Regions from separate parts of the Mus musculus genome. Here all the other regions are linked to region 4. The links are chromatin contacts, called in public promoter capture Hi-C maps. All regions are on one chromosome and are shown on one strand. Each heading gives the region's core, a stretch centred on a gene start, on an enhancer-like site or on the middle of the called end of the contact. The rest is flanking DNA. Distances are from core to core; before and after follow the strand shown.

Region 1 (2,884 bases), core at 376-2,875, 2.0 Mb after region 4:
AATAATAATAATAAAAGGGAGAAAAAGAAAAAGAAAAAGAAAAAGAAAAAGAAAAAGAAAAAGAAAAAGAAAAAGAAAAAGAAAAGGAGTTCTATTTTACTCCCAATACATGAGGGCGTACCTGGCTCTATCAAGCATGTTCCTGGGTTTGAGAAAGAGCTATGCCATTTTCTATACATAAGGGCCTCACAGAAAGCCTTGCTTGATCAAGCCAGTCCTGGACCCAACAGTGTTTTCCCTTTTCAAAGAGTTGCCAGCCGGTGTTCTCCTGCGAATATGGCAGAACTATGCTTTTTCTCAAGAAGAAAACTAGCAGCACTTTGTGATAAACAGCCTTTAATGTTGATTGGGACTCTAGAACGCTCCCTTGAGCAGCCAGTTCTTTGCTATGAGGATGGCCCTAGTGGCTGGTTGCCAATCAGAGTAGCCTCCTTTGTTAAGCACTGGAGCACTTTTCTGGACAATCCTAGTGAACAAATATATCTATCCTAGCATCCTGATCTCTAACGGGTCTGGTTAGCACACTACTTATCTGTAGGGTGTCTCAGAGGCATTCCTCCCTCAGCTAAACTCTACTTGCTGTCCCTTACTATCTCCTAAGCATTGGTAAATCCTTTAACATCATCAATTCTACTCTTCATCACAGTTTGATATTGGAGTGCTACCCAACATGAAATGCCTTTTACAACCTCTACAGAATTAACTCCAAATAGGTCTTACAGCTAAATGTTAAATGATAGGGGAGTTAACTTTTAGAAGTAAAGAGAAACTAGGCCTGAGTTTGACATCCTGCTAAGGATGTTTCCACACACAAGTCTCTGTGCCAGATGCTTTGAGCAGATGCAGCCCTCATAGCGAAGTTATTCACATCCACTGCTGGGTTCAGGGAATGACTAGGACAAAAAGGGAAGTAACAGGTGGTCAGATCTGGCCACACTTACCACCCAGACCCAGGGACAAGCCACCATACCAGCTCCTGCAACACAACTGCCTGCTCCTCCCCCCTGTGGGCAGTGGCTCTGCACTCACCATGTCGCGAATTAGCAATTTGCTAGAGCTTCCCTCACAGCACCCAGCAGCAGCGCTTAGAGAAAAACAATCAGAACTTTTCCAGCCCGCTCCGCTACAGAGCTGAAGCTGCCGCAAGGCACCCGGAAGATCCCGCCTCCTTTTCTGACTGGCAGGTCCACCTCAAGGCTCTGATTGGCCCTTAAGTCTTGAGTAACGCGAGTACCTCCCTGAGGGTTAGGGTGTGCAGATGAGACTCCGCATGATGGTTGCTGGCCGGGTCTTCCAGTACAGTACCAGACCTTTTCCAGATACATAGAGATTTGCATTTCAGTAGCACTTGTGTCTGTATTCTACCCGTCTGTCTTTCCATCCCGCACCGGGAAGGACCCATCACCTCAGCTCCTGCCGCCCAGCTGCCTGCTCCTCCCCTTTGTAAACAACGACCCTGCGCTTTCTAAGTCGTGGTGGAATCTGGAGCTTGCTTGAACTACCTTTATTCATTAGGCACTTCCCCTTCTTCCTCCGGAAATGAAGGTGGATATGTAATGGAAATCAAGCTTGAAAATTGTAATTCCCAAATTTGACCTGTAAGCCTCACCTGCCCAGGAACCAGGTTACTTCTAGGAATGCTGGGAATTGTAGTTCTTTGTAAGTAACAAGTCCTCGTGGGAAAGTACGGTGGCCAAATTGATTATCTGTATAAAGCCCTACAACATGTGACCGGGGGCTATCCCAGCTGGGAAATTCTGTGGATATTTCTGATCCAGATCCACCGCTTGGTCAGTACTTAATATTTAATAAACGGTTGCTTCAAATTTGGACGGAAATGGTTGATTTGGTTTTCCAATAAAACTCAGGTTTAAGGTATGGAAGCGCATAAGGAAATAATGGTCCCAAATTCGCTCTTCATTCCGGATAATCGAGGGGTGGGCTGACCCAGCCAAGGTCTCCGGGAAATGCGTTCCCTCTGCAGACTCCCGGGGTGAATGGCAGACTCGGAGAAAAACAGTAAGCTTCCTGTTGGTTCCTGGATTCTGGTTAAGGGGATGGAGTTTGTACACCCGTTCGGGCAATTGAGAGATACCTATCGTTTGTTTGTTTGCTTGTTTGTTTTAGTAATTTCTACGTAATTGGGAGTTCATCCAGGGCCATCAGTTATTTTCTGATCAGTTATTTGCCATGGGAGCTCTGGAAACGCCCTCTACTGACGCTGGGAGGTAGAAACTTAAGTAACCCCGCACTTGAGAACTTCAGCTAGGTCCCAATGCCTAGGCTGTCCAACTAATCAGAGACTTCCAGAGGATACCAGGAATTCCAGGGATTATACAAGGAGTCCGCTGAAACAGTCTCCCATCGGTTAAGTTCTCCTAGATTGATGAAACCTCTGTGTAACACCAATTCAATCTATATTGTTGACTCCTGTTTTGTGTTTTGTCCACTTGTCTAGTGCTTCCTCGTGTGTTACCATAGGGTGGGGGAGGGGGGCGACTAAATTAGAGGAAGGCACAATATAAGAATTTACGGACTTAGAAGCAGAAAAGGCCAATTCTAAATATCGTTGTCTTAGGTATCTGATCTGTCTTTGTGTGTTTTGACTTAAGGCTGTAAGGCACAGTGGCTCAGGGAGCTCCGGGTGCAGCATACATAGTTCCGACCCCACCTGCATCTAACTGACTGTGAAGTTGTCTCTCAATATGAGATGCTCTGACTTGGATTGTATTCAGAAGCTACAGACTCTACCCCAGGCTCAGATACTTCTTCTGCCTTCTCCTACCTGTGTCTAGCTGGCAGGAAAGCTGGGTCGAGAAAAACTTAACATTTTAGAACACCAAGTATGTATAAGGTAGATTTGGAGATAGACAATTCACAAATA
Region 2 (2,856 bases), core at 251-2,750, 1.4 Mb after region 4:
TAGGTTTGATAAGGACCTCTTAGCTGTCATGTTGAGAACTGATGCATAGAAAGTGTGCACCCAGTGTCTGCTATGTGACACGCACACGATGTCAAGCAGCTATTACTATTATTCTACTACGACAGTAACACCAACGTATGACACAGGCAAAAAAATCCCCACCAGACAGAACGGGTGGAAAGAATCCACAGACCTTCAGAGTGACCAAAGCGTACCTCCCTGTAGCTGCTGGCATCCCTCCAGCAAGCCTGGTCACTGGCCATCAGTCCTTGATTGAATCTGGTACTGGGAGAGAAACTCACTGCCTCTCCAAACAAGCCAATGCACAGTGGGATAGCTCATGTCATCATATCCCTGCTTGGAATCAATTCTCCAACTGCTCCCTTAGAAACCTGCCATGGTCCTCCTGTGTAGCACGATGCAAGTCTGCCCCCTCCCTTCAAAAGCTGAGGACGGCAAGAGACCTGCAAGGTCTTGCATTCACAGACCTATGGTGGTTTCTAAAGAGTGGTGGAATGTTCAGGGGGAGGCAGGCCAAAGTATGTATACATATATGTAGAGGGAACAGGCAATGGGGACCCTGAATGAAAGGTCTACAAGGCTTTCTGCTCACAGAGCATCAGCGAGTGACCACAGGGTGAAAATGACCCATTGGCCACATAAGGAAGAGGAGGGGCAGAAGAATGCAGTGCCCGTGGTCCTCACTGGTGAGGGGAAAGCTTACAAAGAGCTACCAGCTTCTTCTCTGGAACTGTGTTCCTGTTGTCTTAGACAAGGGTGGCCACTGGGAAATTATTTCCTTTTTGGTCTTCTGTCTTCACTAACCAGTAGCTCATTGTCAGAGATACTTGGAGAGCTCTAGCATTCAGGGGAAGTTCACTGGGATGTGCCTCCATAAGTTAAGATAAAGCCAAGTAATGAGACCAGACCAGACCACTAGCTGGGGGATCCCTTGAGGAAGAGAGAGACCCAAGGAGAGCTCTATGGCTCTCCCAAGCCCTTGTGCCTGGACTGAACTATCTCATCCACCCACACACCCCTTAGGAAGGCAGACTGAACTCTCTAGGTGGCTAAAAGATATGACCCATTCTAGGTGAAGGCCAGGGAAGGTTCAGGGATACAGAAGATGCAAGCGTGGAGGATGGGCTCTGGAACGTGTACTCCACCTCTGCCTGCTTCCACCCGGGGGCTGGAGGATCCCCTTTGCTTTGGGTACAGAGTGGGAAATGGCCAGGAAGAGCTTGCTTGCAAGGACACAGGGACTAGCCCTCTCTCTGGGCAGGAAGACGGTCCCCACCCAGAAACCTCCTGAGCCCTGAGTCGTGCCCGGCGCTCCCCATTTCACCCCACCCGCACCACCTCTGCTGTCACTCACGGCCACTGCCTGCTGGCTCCCTGGTGCGCTCCGCGCCACAGGCACCTGCTCGCCCGGCGCTGGACGCTCAGTTCTTGTTCCCACACTGCGGACTCCTAGTCTTCACTGTCACTTGGTCTTGCTGCTGGCCGGACATAGCACTCCTCCCTTCTTGCATTCCCCTGGAGCCCACCCACCCGCCATGGCCCGGGTCTGGGCCAAAGAGTGGCGTGGCTCGTGGTCCAAACCTGGGTAAGGAGTTGGAGACACTGGGGGCTGCGGAGAGGGTGGGGGACACACAGAAAGCAGGGTGGAGCAGCTGTCTCCAGAGATGGACACTGGGAAGAAGCCAGGAGTTTGGGTGGGAGGACCCCCTAAGCAAAGCAGACGCGGGGTGGGGTTGCGCTGCAGCTAGAGAGATGGTGGTCGCTACGAATGACCCCGCGGCGGGGGCGGGAGGTGGGGGACGACGGGGTAGGGGCGGGGCGGACTCCGAGAGGAGGGCGGGGGTGATGCTGTGGAGGAGGCTGCTCGCCACCCAGCCACTGACCGCCCCCTCCATTCCTCTCCCCTCCCCCCTTTCCCCGCCTCTCTCGGGCTGCGGGTCGGCCACGCTGGACCCGCTCTCCCCGCGCTGCGCTACGGTCGGACGCCAGGTCTGCACGCCGCGGCTGAGCGCCCACTCGCCTTGAAGAGTGAGCGGTGGAGAAACCAGCGGGGGCGGCGGCGGGAGAGCTCCCCGGGAGTCGGAGGAGGTGGCAGTCGGGAGCCCAGCCAGAAGGAGACCAGGAGGCAGACGTTGGTGCCTTACAGGCACTCACTCCCTTCTCCAAGGATGGATCCTGGCGCAGTCCGGCAGTTTCCTGGCCCGCCCGCCAGAGTCTGAACTGCGGATCCCTATTCTCCTGTGGAGCACCGGACTGAAGGAGGTACAGACCGAAGGATCCTCCTGGAGGGACCTCGTCTCCTGCGTCCCCCGCGTAGCGCCCCCCGCCGGAGCCGCGCCGGGCCAGCCGGCAAGGAAGCTGGGCTGATTGGCGGCCGCCGGCGGCCAGGGGAGGGGGCGCCGTGCGGGGCCATGGCAGGCTCCGAGGCGTCCTAGCCGGAGCTCGAGCCGGAGCCGAGCCCAAGCTGCCGCCGCCGCCGCCTCTCCGCGCCGGGCCCCCGCCGCCGCCGCAACCCTGCGGGAGATGGAACAGCGGAACCGGCTCGGCGCCCTCGGATACCTGCTACCTCTGCTACTGCACAGCCTGCTGCTCTTCGTGGCCGACGGTGAGCGCGGGAACTTCGCGGCCGCGATGGGCTCAGGGGACCCTTTGCTAAGGCCACGGAAGTCTGCCCGCTGGCCACCGCGGAGGAGGAAAGGAAGCGGCAGGCTTTACGGTCTCCAGCAATTCGGGTGTGCAACCCAGGCTGGGAGTGGGTAGGAGCACGAGCGCAGAAGAGGGTCTCTGCAGCTGTGGCGTCCGCTTAGGGAGTCCTTTCACCCAGTCCCCGCTAAG
Region 3 (2,891 bases), core at 154-2,653, 1.5 Mb before region 4:
TTCCAAATAAATAACATAAAGTTTACACGCAAAAATATTTAAATATAGAAAAATAGAGCTTCTCAAATGTTTATGCAACTTCCTAAACCTTTATTAATACCTCACTCTGGCAACAGGACATGTGACGTTTAAGCAAATTAAATGTCGCTTTTCAAAGAATTTCAAGGCACGTCAGGAGAATCAACTTGAAAACCTACAGAATCCACAGGACAATTTCACATTTAACAATCGAGCTGTAGTTCTTAACTACATAACATTTCCTTATAAAAAAAAATATATAATAATTCCCATTCGGAGATTCTAAGCATTCTCCTCTCCTCTGGTAGATCAAAAAAAAAAAAAAAAAGTGGGGAAAGCCTTGTTTAATAAAGGCTTGAAGTTAAAATTTAACAAAGGCCTTCTCTCTTGTCGACTACTAAACCTAAGAGCTGGATTGCACAGGAAGTGCATCATCACCAACGTAGTCAAACTTGGACGCTCAATCAAATAAGGATATCTCGTGTGTGTGTGTGTGTGTGTGTGTGTGTGTGTGTGTGTGTGTGTGCGCACGCGCGCATTGTACCAACGTTTAGATAATAAATAGCTAAGGGGTAAAAAGAGTGACCACTTCTGTTCACAGTGTAATCCCCGAACCAAAAAGGAAAAAAAAAAAAACACGTATTTTTATTTAGTCCCAACAATTGCTCTCTCAGTTCAGGGTCAACCGATTATCCTATCCCCTGCATCCTCTGTATTCCCCACATCCCCGCATCCCTTCCGGGGAAGGTCAAAGGGCCACCGACAAAAGACAACAAATGCACGTGACAAAAGTTTCTCCCGTGGTCCCCGCGGCCCGAGGCTGCGCAGCTCGCGCGTGGGGATCTCGGTTTCACGCAGAGGGCTGGCCGCATTAGAGGTTGCTCAGAGTGTCGCGGCCACATGCGGAAGCCGGCCAGGGCCGGAACCAAGCGCGGCCTGTTACCTTTTCCTGCTCCTCGCGAAGCCGCGCCACCTCTGGTGCGCGCAGCGGAGCGGCGGCTGAGGCCTCTGCAAGGGGCTGGGGCTCGGGCTCGGGTTCGGACGGGGGCTCCATGCCCGGCGCCGCAGCCTCAGCGAGGCGAACAAGTCCTAAACAAGTGTTTATGGAGACGGCGTGGCCGGCGGATGCCCAGCGCCCGCGCGCTCGCCCTCATGCACTGCACGCCTCTCTCTGAAGAGGCCGCGCTCACTTTCGCCGCTGCCCCGGGGGCCGCCGCTCGCGTCCGGGCTACCCGCGGCCGCATCTCACACGCGCATACCGCCGCCGCCGCCGCCGCCGCCGCCTCGGAGCAGCAGGCCCTACACCAGGCGCGCCACGCTCTTCTCCCGCAACCGGGCCCAGCTTAGCGTCCCGCGACTGCCGCGCCTCCGCGCACGCCCCGCCCCTCGCCCCGCCCGCGCAGCACGCCGGGAAGCTCTCAAGCTCCGCCCTAGGGGGCGGGGCTATGGCGGGGACAGGGCCTCCGGGTGGGGTGGAGGCTGAGCCGCTCAGGACCCCTGCACAGGATGAGAGGCGGCGGGATAGTGGGTCCCAATTCGCTTGGCGCTGCCTGTGGTGGTAGGAACTTAATATGAGCACTGAGACTGTTTCATAAGCTCATTTAATTTTATCAAATTCAGCTGTTTCCCATGCCTTTTAATGAACTAATGTGGTTTAATGAGCTAAAATGCACAATATACAACTATATTTTTGCGTATGTATTAATTACTGTACACATTACAATTTTCCTTACATATATTAAGCTGCAGTATTAATATTACTATGTTACTACGTATGCACTGTGTAGCACATTTTTCAACAACAGCTGCTGCCCTATCCCATGTATTTTATAATTCTGGTGTTTTGTTTAACAGTGGGGACCAAATGCATGGCTTTGGACTTGCTAGACAAGCACTCTACCAACTGAGCTAAATCCCCATCCCTGTTCCACTCAGTATTTTAAAAATTGGAAGCTGGAGCAGGGAGCACACCTTTAATCCCCAACAGTTTGAAGGCAGAGGCAGGAGGGTATCTGTGAGTTTGAAGCCAGCCTGGTCCACATAGCAAGTTCCAGGCCAGCCTGAGCTGAATAAATCTCTTGGACTCACTTCCTCCCCCTAGCCCTTTGTGCAGCCTCTGTTTGTGGCAGTCCTCTAGTCTACCTTGTGGCCTTGTCCTAACTCTATCCCAAGCCCGGACAATAGGCATAGATCCTATTACCTCAGTATTGTGTGTATAGGAACAGGCTGGCAGGCACCTGCAGAATTCTGGCCCTCTGTGGGTCTGTTTGCCCCTATCTTCCACTTCTGTTCCAGCTCCCAAGTCCACATCCATCCTTTGATCACTTGCATCAAGAAAGAAAAAGCAGGGACGATTGGGGAAGATGGTAAATATGAATTTCTCTCCCTGCAGATGCAGCAACCTCTGAAACACAGTCAAACTCTGAGCACTCATCTTGCCTCCCGCCAATAGCAGCATCCCTGACTCCTAGGGCACCGCAGAAGCTACTTCTCTAGTGCTGGGCTTTGAATATGAACTGACCCCATGTGTTTCAATACTTGGTCCCTAACAGGTAGTACTAATTTGGAAGGATACTTAAAAATTAGGATGTACCAGGCAGTGGTGGCTCACACCTTTAATCCCAGAATCTGGAAGGCAGAGGCAGGCAGATCTCTGAGTTTGAGGCCAGCCTGGTCTACAGAGTGAGTTCCAGGACATCCAAGGCTACACAAAAAAACCCTGTCTTGAAAAGTGAGGGGGTGGGGAATTTAGTATGTCGTTTAGAATGTAGAACCTAAGTGGAGGAAGTCGGTCAGTGGGGTAAGTCTTTGGTATAGCATCCCTGGATACTACCTGTCACTCTCTGCCTCTTGTTCAGCTGTGAAGTAAACTG
Region 4 (3,047 bases), core at 336-2,835:
GTCACCCCCCCCCATGCCCTTCCCCACAGTTCCTCATCCCATTCCTCCTCCTCCTTGTCTCCACAAGTGTGCTCCCCCCACCAACCAAGCCTCCCTCTTCCCTGGGGCCTCAAGTCTCTTGAGGATTAAGCACATTTTCTCCCACTGGGAATATATATCTGCTATATATGTGCCAGGGGCCTCGAGTCGGCCCACGTATGCTCCTGGTTCAGTCTCTGGGAGCTTCCTGGGTATTTACAATTTTTTTTTGATACTTAAAATTTACTTTCTGTAGACATTTATCAAGTGCTTATTATATGATAGGTGGAGTATGTTTGAGATGTTTGAACAATTTTAGTTTAGGGTATTTCCATAGCTCAGGCCAGCTCTGCCTCAGTCTTTGAAGTTCTGAGGTTACAGTCCCTTGCCCCCAAGCCCAGCTTCATTTTCTTGGCATTAGTTTGTTGGCAGCTGAAATAAACCAAGTTGGCCTTGTACTCACAGAGATCCACCTGCCTCTGCCTCAGGAACGCTGGGATTAAAGGGATGCGCCATCACAGCCCATGAACCCACATTCTTACCTCTCAGTATCAATTGATAAGTATCTTATTAGATTTCATTTTATTTCATGGGCAAAAGTAGAAGGCATGAGTTCCTCTGAAACTGAATTTACAGGCAGTTGTGAGTTGACAGATGTGTGAGCTTGGGAAGAGAACTAAGGTTCTCTGGAAGAGCAATACACACTCTTTAACCTCCTATCCTCCAGCCCTTTTATTTATTTCTGTAATTAGTTTTTTGCCTTCAAGTTTGAGGTGGGTACCCAAGATTCAACCTCTGGTTTCAACCATGCTATGGAAGCATTGTATTACAGAGTGTTTCTGTGTTGTGTGTGTTTCTGTTCTGAGACTGGCCTTGAATCCAGTCTGTAGCCTTGTCAGATGCCTGATTTTCCTGCCTCAGCCTCCCATGTACTGGGATTACAGGACCTAGCTAGACTGGTCTCTAAATTTGGCAGTCTCTTTATCCCCACCTCCCTTTCAAAAGTAAATAACAGTTGCGCTTAAATTTTTTTTTTTAATCAACTTTTGGAAAAGCGAAATGGCTCAGCGAGTAAAGGTGCTTGCTTCTAAACCCTATGAATTGAGTTCGATCCCCAGGACCCATAAGGTGCAAAGGGGCCATCAACTCTAGCTAATTGCCCTTTAACTTCCACTCATGCTCTGTGGGACACATGTTCTTCTGCCACACTTTTCTTTTAACTAAATACATGCAATTAAAATTTTTAAATTAACCTTTTGTATAAAAATTCACGGCGATCCCTATACTAGCCATTGCGTGTAGTGGACAGTGCGAACGCACGACTCTAGACGGCAGGTCCAGCTCTGGAAGGCAGGAGTAAGTTCCTAAAAGGAAAACTCCTTCACGTGTGTACTCGGGGGACAAGCCACGGGCCACAAGGACCCGCTGGGCTGCCTTTGTCTCTTCGCTTCCACTCTCTCCTGTCACTCCGGCCTTGCTAGCCATTCAGAGCAGCCAGACCAGCTGTCCAATAAAGGGCGCTGCCGAGCGGCGAGAGGCGGGTTTTTCGCCGCCATGCTCCGGGTTCCCCTTTAAGGCTGAGCGAGGTGCCACTTGAGCCGCGCTTGCGAGCTCCGCTGCCAGGACCTGTGGGGAGAGTGCAGTCGAGATCGGAAGCCGCGCCATGGTGAGCAAGGGGCTGCTGTCCTCAGACGGGGAGGAGAGGCGGGCTGAGCCCCGGGAGGCCGTCTGGTGGAGCCTCCTTGCGGCTGGAGCGGAAGCGCTGTTCTGGGCCCCGGCTCTGGTCAGCTCCGCCCCTCGGGCCGCGCTTGCGTAGAGCGCAGAGCGCGGTGGCAGGAGGCTCCGCCCCTCTCGCCTTTTCGGGTGACGTCACTTTGTTACGGGCTCTTAGGCAGTGTTGTGAGTCCAGTTCGTCTCAGTTATCTTTAAGAGGTTCTGTACTTCGCATTTCATTATTTAGGTTTAGAATACACTTAGAGTTAATTTTCGTGACAGTTATAAAGTCCTTTATTAATTTCTTACATATAGATGTTAAGGTGGCTCACTAATATTTATTAATGAAGGGAATTCCTTGAGTTTTCTTTGTTTCTTTGTCAAAAACAGCTAACTGTATTCTTTTACCTTTATTTCCTAATTTTCTCTTTATCTTTTTATTGTGAAATAGGACATTTGTTTTGGCTTTTGAAATAGGGTCTCTCTACGAAGTCCTGGCTCCCTCCGGAGCTCTCTTTGTAGACCAGGCTGGCCTTGCATGCACTCACAGATATCCTGCCTCTGCCTCCGGAATGCTTTGATTAAAGATGCTGGGCTGAGAACATTCTCCAGAGTAGATTGCTTTTATTATTGTAGTTTAAACAAAGTTTTACAGTCAGATGATAGTGCGCGCGCGCGCGTGTGTGTGTGTGTGTGTGTGTGTGTGTGTGTGTGACCTATTCTAGTGTGCTGACTGTTTTCTTTAGAGATAGACACTCATGACTCAGTCTATGCTTAAACTCGCTGTGTTACCGAGGGTTAACTTTGAACTTCTGATCTTTCTTTTTTCACTCACCGCAAGAGTGAGTGTAATTCAAAAAGTGAAAGAAACTCGAAGTACGGAACCTCTTAAAGATAACGCAGAGAAACTAGACCTGCAATACCACCCGATTAAAGACTAAAGATATGTGTCAGCCATTTCTGTCTTTATGTAGTGCTTCAAAAGGAACCCAAGGCTTCTTCCTGCTCCTCAGAAGGCTCTATACCAACTGTGCTACTTACCAGTCTCATGTGTTTTCCCTTCCCGCACAATCTTTATTTTTAAGATTTATGTATTTTATATGTTTGAATGTTTTGTATGCATATTACATAATGCCTAGTTCCCTCGGAGGGGAGAAGATGGCGGTAAGTCCCTTGAGCTTGAGTTGATGTTTGTGAACCCCACGGGTGCTGAGAACCCAATGGGGAATCCCTTGCTAGAACAAGATTTCTTAACCACTTAGCTTTCTCTTTAACACTGCAGTTTTCTCATCCTGTGTTCAATTTCACTTTGCGAG
Region 5 (3,094 bases), core at 509-3,008, 1.3 Mb before region 4:
CTGCCAGGCTTCCTAAATGCAACCTTAGTGAAATACAACCACACTCAGACTAACACAATCTAACATGTATTTACTCTCTGGCCCCTTACTGGTAAAATGCACAAGACACCTTGCGTGTGGATGTGGCTCACAACAATATGGGTTCTGTCCTGATGCAAGTCCTCAAGCCCTCTTGCTCACTGCAGTACAGCCCTTAAGAGAGGTCTGGGGCCCTGAACTCAGGAAGGAGTGAGGTACGGGAGTAAGAGGTAAGGTTACAAGGGGCAGGCAGGGCCTGTCTTGCAGGTCCACAGGCCAGTGTGAGCATTCCAGAGTTATTACAAGGGTACTAAGGGAGTGGCACCACCCAACAGAGTCACTGAGACCTTCTAGAATCTTCCTCCAGGAGAACAGATTAAGGAAAATAAACCCTTAGGTGCTACTTTCTTAGCACCCACTGTTTGCTAGACACAATGTTAATTAAGCACAAAGCATGGCTGTAACTCCGTGCCCATGAGCCACTTCACAGTCACCACCCAAGAACCTCAGGAGTGGGCCCAGCTTCCAGATAAACTCTGAGCCAAGGTAGAAAAACTTTGGCCCAGAGGGCATTCCTATAATCTAGCATCTGGTAAGATTAGATAGGAAGGTAGAGAGTTGTAGGTCAATCTGGACTATACAAGGAGACCTTATCTCAAAAAAAGCAAAATCTTTTGGGTAACCTGGTGTTTGTGGCCATGTCCTATCCCGGGAATTCACATGATGAAAAGGAGACAATAACTTCTGAAACTTTTGGCCCTAGTAAACAAAACAACACGCCCCCACCCCCCCAAAAAACAAACAAACAAACAAACAAACAAACAACAACAACAAAAAAAACATGCCCTGGGTCAGAAGTTCTTAAAATCCAGAGTGTGTAGTCTTTCCTACTGCCTGACTTTGGTGTCTTTCACCGCATAACACACAGGGTAGTCAGTCCCATCCCGCAGGCCACAATGCCAAACCCCTCCTTCCTTGGCGGGACAGGGTTGGCCAGGTCCCAGTGCTCAGACAACTAACTGGCCTAGCCACTCTGAGCAGCTCTGAGGGCTGACGTGGGCAGGACGCACAGCAAATGAAGCACTTCAGCTTACAAAAACCGCAGGGGTCTTGACTCTAGCACTGATCGCCCCTCCTCTGCAGCCTCTGACCGGGTAGAATCTGATACCGGTTTTGTTCACATTCTAAGGACTGCGCCCTCTCCGGGGAGTGCACACATTCCACTGAGACTTGGAACTGCCGGTTTCCCTCCTGCTAAGGCCTGGGGACACCTCTTTATTGTACTTCAGTTACTCCCTAGGAGAATCCAGGCCCGGTCCCACACCAATAACTTCCTATATGAAGAGTCGCGAACTCAAACTCTTCAGGGTCCCAAATCCGAGGCTATTGAGAACCGTCCCTCCCAACCCAAGACGTCTCTGGCCAAGACGAGGTTCCCGGAACATCACGGGATAAGGAGAGGGTAGAGACTCTGCGGAGAACCCTTCTCCAACTCGCGCACAGTCCTGGGACTCAGTGGCCCTAGAGTCCCAGCTGTCAACCCCTTCCCAAGTCAGAAAACAGCGAGCAGCCTCTGCTCCAGTGGAGCCCCAGATGCGGGTTCCTGAGGCCACCTCTACCCACAGCTGCAGACCTGGCAGGGTGGAGGGCGGAAGGGGAGCGCTCTCCCCCTCCGTAGCCTGCTTACCTCCCGTAGGAACCTCCGCGTCCGCACAGCCAGTCCCGAACTGGCGCCCGCCAATCCCTGCGCCGCCCACGCCTCCGGGTTCCAATTCTCTGGTCACGCCCCTTCGAGGGACTCTGGACCAATCGAAGCCCTGGCACGCAGGCGGGGGCGGAGCCGGCCCGAGTTCTCCAGAAATGTGCGCGGGCGTAATTAAACCGCTGGACCGTAAACGGGTCAGCAGCGGTTGTGCGTGGGGACGATGGGCTGATTCCTGGTTGGAGTCCGGTTCCCAGCTTTGCTGGTCGCCACACTCAAGACTGAGTCGGCGCTGGTCAGAGGAACAGCCTGTGAGGGAAGCAGGCATGACGGAGTGGTGGGCCCTCAGGTGCCCCTGTTACTATGATGTTACTCTTTTCAGCCACAGAGACACACGTTTTCTTAACGATCAACAGAACTTTATAATTTTTTTCCTAGAGGAAAATGTCAAAAGTACACGGGAGGAAATTAGTTTAGTGGACCCCAGGCATTCATCGTGTAGATCCAAGACGAACAGGTACCCCGCCCTGGCTACTGGTGTCACTTAGAACTCAATTCCAAGGCTGCTTTCCCATCTCACCTGCCCCCACGCAATTCTCATCCACTGTCTTCTGGTTCCTTAAAAACCACTCCCACCCTTCGCCCTCTCCCTCCTTTGTCATTTCAGTGTCACCTCCTCAGAGAGGTCTCCTTGGCCACAAAGCAGCAGTTCTCAACTCCATCCATTTTTTATTGTCTTGTTACCCCTGGCTGACCAGAAATTCTATATGTAGACTAGGCTATCCCTGAACTCATAGAAGCCTTGCCTCTGTCTCTAGACTGCTGGGCTAATATTAGTCTATAGTGTCAGTTTGTGTTGCTAAACTGGTTACATTGAAGAGGGACTAGCTCTGGTTAGCCTGGTACCCGCTGGGCCAAGACCAAACTGGGTTTGGAAGGGGATGGTGTGGCCCTCTGGTGATGGTGTTAGGGGCAGACCCTTCCCTAAACTGTCCCTTAATCCCTACCATCCCCCACATCCTTACCCCACCAGCGCTTATTGATATTTCTTTTAGGTTTGAAGTTTGTTTAATCATTTACAAAATGCACTGCTGTGAATATTTCAGATGGGGAGAAGACACATAAAAATAGAGACTTTTAGCCCCCCCTCCAGTAAACTCACAATCTCAAGTTCTAGAGAAGTACTCCACCAGTGAGATATTATATCTCCAGCCCTGACTTTAGCTCATCTTTAATCATAAGATTTAGGGATCTGGGTGTCATATGCCTGTGATCTCAGCACGCAGGAGGCTGAGGCAGGAGGATGGAGTTTGAGGGCAGCCTGAGCTACATAATGAGACCTTGTCTCAGTCAGTCAATCAAGGATTTGGCAAT

Evidence for each region. Promoter capture Hi-C pulls out the DNA fragments that hold promoters and counts their contacts.
Region 1: a promoter capture Hi-C map of liver shows a contact between it and region 4, with 18 times the contacts expected there. The contact joins the promoter of AW146154 here to the promoter of Zfp619 in region 4. A contact is called at or near these places in 6 of 39 promoter capture datasets (cranial neural crest, embryonic stem cells, hippocampal neurons and 2 more), 1 of 484 Hi-C or Micro-C datasets (CD4 T cells), 2 of 115 datasets of contacts at active chromatin or transcription factors (astrocytes and neural progenitor cells) and 1 of 9 other capture datasets (adipose tissue).
Region 2: a contact with region 4 is called in a promoter capture Hi-C map of second pharyngeal arch cranial neural crest. The contact joins the promoter of A230077H06Rik here to the promoter of Zfp619 in region 4. A contact is called at or near these places in 2 of 39 promoter capture datasets (hippocampal neurons and second pharyngeal arch cranial neural crest) and 1 of 9 other capture datasets (embryonic stem cells).
Region 3: a promoter capture Hi-C map of pre-B cells shows a contact between it and region 4. The contact joins the promoter of Uri1 here to the promoter of Zfp619 in region 4. A contact is called at or near these places in 1 of 39 promoter capture datasets (pre-B cells), 1 of 484 Hi-C or Micro-C datasets (CD4 T cells) and 1 of 9 other capture datasets (adipose tissue).
Region 5: a promoter capture Hi-C map of embryonic stem cells shows a contact between it and region 4, with 2.8 times the contacts expected there. The contact joins the promoter of Plekhf1 here to the promoter of Zfp619 in region 4. A contact is called at or near these places in 1 of 39 promoter capture datasets (embryonic stem cells) and 1 of 115 datasets of contacts at active chromatin or transcription factors (astrocytes).

The regions. Positions count from the first base shown.
Region 1 is chr7:41,498,265-41,501,148 of GRCm38.p6, forward strand. AW146154 (expressed sequence AW146154) reads right to left here and starts at 1,626. Exons shown (of 4, transcript NM_001033530.3): 1 at 1,030-1,626. The coding sequence starts at 1,032.
Region 2 is chr7:40,896,824-40,899,679 of GRCm38.p6, forward strand. It overlaps A230077H06Rik (RIKEN cDNA A230077H06 gene), which reads right to left and starts at 1,501. Exons shown (of 5, transcript NR_040329.1): 1 at 1,376-1,501. It overlaps Vstm2b (V-set and transmembrane domain containing 2B), which reads left to right and starts at 2,455. Exons shown (of 5, transcript NM_021387.3): 1 at 2,455-2,626. The coding sequence starts at 2,545.
Region 3 is chr7:38,018,149-38,021,039 of GRCm38.p6, forward strand. It overlaps Uri1 (URI1, prefoldin-like chaperone), which reads right to left and starts at 1,404. Exons shown (of 11, transcript NM_011274.5): 1 at 962-1,404. The coding sequence starts at 1,072.
Region 4 is chr7:39,516,181-39,519,227 of GRCm38.p6, forward strand. It overlaps Zfp619 (zinc finger protein 619), which reads left to right and starts at 1,586. Exons shown (of 4, transcript NM_001004139.2): 1 at 1,586-1,684. The coding sequence starts at 1,682.
Region 5 is chr7:38,226,236-38,229,329 of GRCm38.p6, forward strand. Plekhf1 (pleckstrin homology domain containing, family F (with FYVE domain) member 1) reads right to left here and starts at 1,759. Exons shown (of 2, transcript NM_024413.2): 1 at 1,706-1,759.